2 separate regions of the Pan troglodytes genome follow, and region 2 is linked to region 1. A link is a contact called in public HiChIP or PLAC-seq data. All regions are on one chromosome and are shown on one strand. Each heading gives the region's core, a stretch centred on a gene start, on an enhancer-like site or on the middle of the called end of the contact. The rest is flanking DNA. Distances are from core to core; before and after follow the strand shown. Region 1 holds the start of RHOB (ras homolog family member B). Region 2 holds the start of GDF7 (growth differentiation factor 7).

Region 1 (2,842 bases), core at 241-2,740:
CTCCACAGTCATTTACTGATTCTTGTAAATGCCAGGCATTGTGCTGGGTCTTCAAGATGCGGAGATAAGACAGAATCCTGGCCCTCCAACAACTGACAGACCGAGACAGAGACGGAGACAGGAGGCAACCACCTCCCGGTCATGTGGTGGGTCCCTCCTTTGCTGAAAAAACAGTTTGCATACATTTCCCGTGCAATGGAGAGACAGAGCCCAGCCCATGCAGTTAATACTTCAGCACTCATGAGCCCCAGCATATGCAGCTCCTAGAGTTTGCCCCGCTCTTTCCCACCTTCCTGCTTGTGTTCAGGCTGTTTCTCCTGCCCGGGAGCCCTCCCCGACTCCCCTTTCCCCCTATCCCCTTCTTCCTCTTTTATCCGTAGAAATCGGTTGACTTGGGTCTTTTCGGATCACCGGTAGTGTCATTTCATGCAGGATCTACAGGATAAATGAGTTCAGTCCTGGTGTGCATCAGGAGGCAACGCCCCAATAGAGGGGACACCCCCTAACCCGCTGTGCCCCATTTGCTAGCCCCTTACCCCTCCCCTCTTCTCCAGCCTCAAGCCTTTTCATCTGCTCAGGGGTCTTGGGGTGGTTGGATTCTATTGAACCCAGAATATTGTACATTCTATTGTACAATAGTGTACATTCTATTGTACAATTTATCTCAGACAGTTCTCTGTTTTAAGAACCGGGATCAGACTTCATAGTGAAAAGAGGGGCCGAAGGGGCTTCTTCCTGTCCGGTAACTTCCTCCAAGTGTTCGAGCCTCGACCTTCCCTTTCCGTTGTCAAGCTTGGGCCACTCCGCACCTCTTCCCTTAATCTTCACCTAAAGACCTAAGCTGGGGGTTGGGAAGGGTAGGGGCGGCGGGACTTGGAAGAGCCAGTTTGCAGCCAGCCGGTCGCCTCTCGGGTCCAAACCCGAGGCTGGCCCAGGGCGAGTACCCGGGTGGGGCCCTAAACCACAGGAGGGGCCGCCTCCAAAAGAAAAGAGAAAACACTCTTGTTTGGGAACAAAAGTGTGTGTGTGGGGTGTGTGTGTGTGTGTGTGTGTCTGTTTATTTAAAAACAAAACCACGTTAAAAGAGCTGCCCCTCCCCCACAGGCCCGACCACCCGCCGGGAGTTTGCCAGGAAGAGGGGCAATTTTGAATGGGAGTCGCCAACGCCCCACTGAGTGGAGCCTGTCTCGGAACCGCTCGCCCAGACCCTGTAGGCTCCAGACAGCCAGCTCCGGGACCCCGCGCGCAGACGCTGCGGCGAAGGAGGGGACCCGGGTACCGCCAGAGCCCCGCAGCGCCAGCAGCAGCGCAGACTCCCCGGTCGCTGCCTCTCCCAGCCCGGCGGCCTGGGCCGTCAATCAAGCTGGCCCTGCCCCGCCCTCGGGCTGCAGCGGGCGGCCAATCAGAGCCAAGCTCCGCAGCGATGAGCTCAGCCGGCTGGTTTCCCATTGGACGGCTATATTAAGAAAGTGGCCGGACTCTTTAAATAGCGGGCGCTAGGGCCGCAGCCCTCATCTGCCACCGCAGTCTGGTTGGAGTTGTTCTCTTGTATGCTCAGCGAGGCCCGGAGAGACCCGGGAGGGAGCTAGGCCGAGTCCACCGCCCGAATCTGCTGCCCGAGCCCGCGTTACGCACAAAGCCGCCGATCCTCGGCCTGGGGTGAGCAGAGCGACCACCGCCCGGGAGCAGCGCGGCGAGACGCACGGTGCGCCCTATGCCCCCGCGCCCCCACCGCCCCCGCCGCGGCAGCCGAAGCTCAGCGAGAGAACGCGCCACCGCGGGGCCCGGGTGCAGCTAGCGACCCTCTCGCCCCCTGCGCGCAGCCCGAGGTGAGCAGTGAGCGGCGAGCGGGAGGGCAGCGAGGCGTTCGCGGGCCCCCTCCTGCTGCCCGGGCCCGGCCCGCTCATGGCGGCCATCCGCAAGAAGCTGGTGGTGGTGGGCGACGGCGCGTGTGGCAAGACGTGCCTGCTGATCGTGTTCAGTAAGGACGAGTTCCCCGAGGTGTACGTGCCCACCGTCTTCGAGAACTATGTGGCCGACATCGAGGTGGACGGCAAGCAGGTGGAGCTGGCGCTGTGGGACACGGCGGGCCAGGAGGACTACGACCGCCTGCGGCCGCTCTCCTACCCGGACACCGACGTCATTCTCATGTGCTTCTCGGTGGACAGCCCGGACTCGCTGGAGAACATCCCCGAGAAGTGGGTCCCCGAGGTGAAGCACTTCTGTCCCAACGTGCCCATCATCCTGGTGGCCAACAAAAAAGACCTGCGCAGCGACGAGCATGTCCGCACAGAGCTGGCCCGCATGAAGCAGGAACCCGTGCGCACGGATGACGGCCGCGCCATGGCCGTGCGCATCCAAGCCTACGACTACCTCGAGTGCTCGGCCAAGACCAAGGAAGGCGTGCGCGAGGTCTTCGAGACGGCCACGCGCGCCGCGCTGCAGAAGCGCTACGGCTCCCAGAACGGCTGCATCAACTGCTGCAAGGTGCTATGAGGGCCGCGCCCGTCGCGCCTGCCCCTGCCGGCGCGGCTCCCCTGCCGGCGCGGCTCCCCTTCCTGGACCAGTCCCCCGCGAGCCCGGAGAAGGGGAGACCCGTGTCCCACAAGGACCCCACCGGCCTGCCTGGCATCTGTCTGCTGACGCCTCTGGCTTGCGCCAGGACTTGGCGCGGGCACCGGGCGCCCCCTTCCCAGTGTCTGTGTGCGTCCAGCTGTGTTGCACAGGCCTGGGCTCCCCACTGAGTGCCAAGGGTCCCCTGAGCATGCTTTTCTGAAGAGCCGGGCCTCAGAGTGTGTGGCTGTGTGTGTGTTCGACTCCCCTCGCCCCATTTTCACCCCAC
Region 2 (2,842 bases), core at 254-2,753, 220 kb after region 1:
CTCTCTCCCACCCGCAAACATTCTCGAGTGTTATGCGGCTCAATGCCCCAAGGTGAGCAGGCGCCGCGTCTCCGCGGTGGCCGAGAGGGCGATGGCTGAGGAGTTCGTTTGCGACGAAGTAGTGGAGCAGGGGAACTGGGGAGGCTGGGCCGGGCCTCTCTGTGGGTCCCAGCGCAGCGCAGCCAGGCAGGCGTCGGGACCTACGCGGCTTTGGATTCGGCGGGCGACCTCGCTTTGAAGCTGATCACCCGCTCAAGGTGATCACGACGTGCCGACCCAGTCTAGATTTTGAGTTCTGCAGAAAATGCAATTTTAAAGGCAAAGGACCCGCCTGCCCTTCTTCGGCAGTTCGTTTGGCCCAGGCCTTCGATCTGCTGAAAGTTTCCGATCTAGGGGGATGTCCAGGCTGCCGGCAGAGCAGAGCCGATAACCCCCCTCTCCTGCGCGTTCCCCTGAGACTTGGCCTCCGCAACCTGTCCCAGCCGCGGAGCAAACTGCTCTGCGGCCCGCGCGAGTGCGCCCCAGGGCTTCGCCGCTGCCGGGCGTCCCCTCTATCCACCTCGGGACCCGCGCCATCACCGCGGCGGGGTAAGAAGCTCGGAGGCGCCATCCCGGGGCTCTGCGCCGTCCGCTCTCCCGGCTCCTGGCCGCTCACGCACACAGCCGGTAGCTGGTTTTCGTTAGCCGCTGCCCTCGCCCAGAAGGCGGGTGGAAGGTCGCCAGTTGGACGCACAGCCAAACTCTTAGCGCACTCCCGCGCGAGATCCCCCATCACCCGGGGCTGCCGTCCTCATTCCGAGCTCTTTCTAGAGCTTGGCTCCCGCTGAAGCGCAACTTCCGCGCCCAAACCTTGCTTTTACGACGGGCGGTCCGCGTCCAAAGGTCTCTTACAGGCCTGCCCTTTCAGCTCCTCGCCCTCCCTTCCTCCCCTACCGGCCCCCTCCCCTGCTCTGGCCGCCCGCTGCAATCCTTTGGGGTCTGTGGCTGAGTGGGGAACCGCCGACCCGCGATCCGGAACGCGACTTTGAGGCCGCCGGGAGCATCCTGTGGCCTCTCTCTGAGCGGCCACCCGGCCGCGGCGCGAAGCGGTCTGGAGGGCGAGCCCTTCCGCGGCCCCAACTCTGCCGCCCCGTTCCCGGCATTGGGAACCAGGGCAGGGAGGGGGCGGGTGTTTCTCTGCGGGGGAGTGGGGAGGAAGCTGGGCGGGTGCGCGCGGTGCCCCGAGCCTGGAACCACGGAGGGCGCGTTGGTCTTGGGCCGATGGAGGGGGTGTCGCACTGCCGCGGGGAGGGGAGGCGGGGCACCCGGGCGTGTCGGGAGGCTGGGGCCAGTGGCACTCGCTTGGCGAGGGTGGGGGCGTAGCGCTGCGGTGGGAGGAGGAGGCTCCGGCCCTGGTCTCCACTCTAGGCCGGGGTAGGGGGCGCATAGCGGCCGCCGGAGCTTTCAGCAGGGGGCGCTGCTCCGGGCGTTGGGCGGGGGTGGGGTGGGCCAGGAGGGGGGGCCGCAGCTGGCCGCGCACACTTCCCCCATTATTAAACACTATGTTCAAAAGGCGCCGGGGGACTTCCCGGAGCCACGGAGCCCGCGCCGCCCGCCCGCCCGGCCCACGGAGCCCATGGACCTGAGCGCCGCCGCCGCGCTGTGCCTTTGGCTGCTGAGCGCCTGCCGCCCCCGCGACGGGCTGGAAGCGGCCGCCGTGCTGCGAGCGGCGGGGGCTGGGCCGGTCCGGAGCCCAGGGGGCGGCGGCGGCGGCGGGCGGACTCTTGCCCAGGCTGCGGGCGCCGCGGCTGTCCCGGCCGCCGCGGTTCCCCGGGCCCGCGCCGCGCGCCGCGCCGCGGGCTCCGGCTTCAGGAACGGCTCGGTGGTGCCGCACCACTTCATGATGTCGCTTTACCGGAGCCTGGCCGGGAGGGCTCCGGCCGGGGCAGCCGCTGTCTCCGCCTCGGGCCATGGTCGCGCGGACACGATCACCGGCTTCACAGACCAGGCGACCCAAGGTACTTACGCCTCTTCTGTGCCCGCCCATCCCGTCAGGTCCTGGGCTGAGACCAGCCCCGGAGCCGTGCCGCAGCTCCGTTACATTTGGAGCCGCGGCCCCATGCGGCCCACCCTCAGGTGATAGAAGGAAACTTCGCCGAGGCCAACACTCTCCAGCCCGCTGCACCTGGACTGTGGCGAGAGTCGCGGCAGCTCCCGGGGCCCAGTCCCAGAGGGCTGACTGGTCCCTCTCCCAGGTCTCCCTGGCCTTGCAGGCCGGCTGGTCCCCTCGAGGAGGCAGGCGGAGGCCAAGATTCACTTCTTGGGGAATGGTCTGGAGTGGCCTCGGAGCCCTCAGAGAAGAAAGGAGGGCGAGAGCTGTGTTCCCGGGAGTCACGGCGAGAGGGACTGCACGGTGGTGAGGGTGATGGCTCCTTCCTTGCAGCAATTTCTGCAGCTCCCAGTCTCCTGCGGGCCACACAAATTGGGGGAAGCCCAGGGAAAACTAGGGCAGAGGCAGGTATCAGACTAAAGTAAATGGCCCTGGAGAGGCTGGTGGCATAACCAGGTATGAGGAGTGCCCTGCTCAGCAGGTTGGTCTGGGTGGTGGTGGTTTGTGTGTGTGTGACATGTGCAGCTATGGGTGCCTGTGTCTGGTGCTGGGCCCCTGGGAGAGCCAGAGGTCAAGGATCCTGGTGGTGTGGGGAGGAGAGGCCTGCTGGGGACCCTGCAGGAATGCAGGCCTCTCTTAGACCAAGCACCCCACCTTGTTCTGCCCGGGGCCTTCCAAAGGTAAGATGTAGGTGAGGCTGTGGTGTGGCTGCTGTATGTCATCTGGATTTTATTAATCTCCATTGAAATCATT

What was found. HiChIP or PLAC-seq counts read pairs in DNA pulled down with a chosen protein or histone mark.
Region 2: a contact with region 1 is called in an H3K4me3 HiChIP or PLAC-seq map of stem cell-derived excitatory neurons, with 3 times the contacts expected there. The contact joins the promoter of GDF7 here to the promoter of RHOB in region 1. A contact is called at or near these places in 1 of 7 Hi-C or Micro-C datasets (induced pluripotent stem cells) and 1 of 1 datasets of contacts at active chromatin or transcription factors (stem cell-derived excitatory neurons).

Annotation. Positions count from the first base shown.
Region 1 is chr12:102,429,052-102,431,893 of NHGRI_mPanTro3-v2.0_pri, reverse strand. It overlaps RHOB (ras homolog family member B), which reads left to right and starts at 1,490. Exons shown (of 1, transcript XM_001141071.8): 1 at 1,490-2,842. The coding sequence starts at 1,906. The coding sequence ends at 2,496.
Region 2 is chr12:102,209,936-102,212,777 of NHGRI_mPanTro3-v2.0_pri, reverse strand. GDF7 (growth differentiation factor 7) reads left to right here and starts at 1,503. Exons shown (of 2, transcript XM_003308907.6): 1 at 1,503-1,997. The coding sequence starts at 1,616.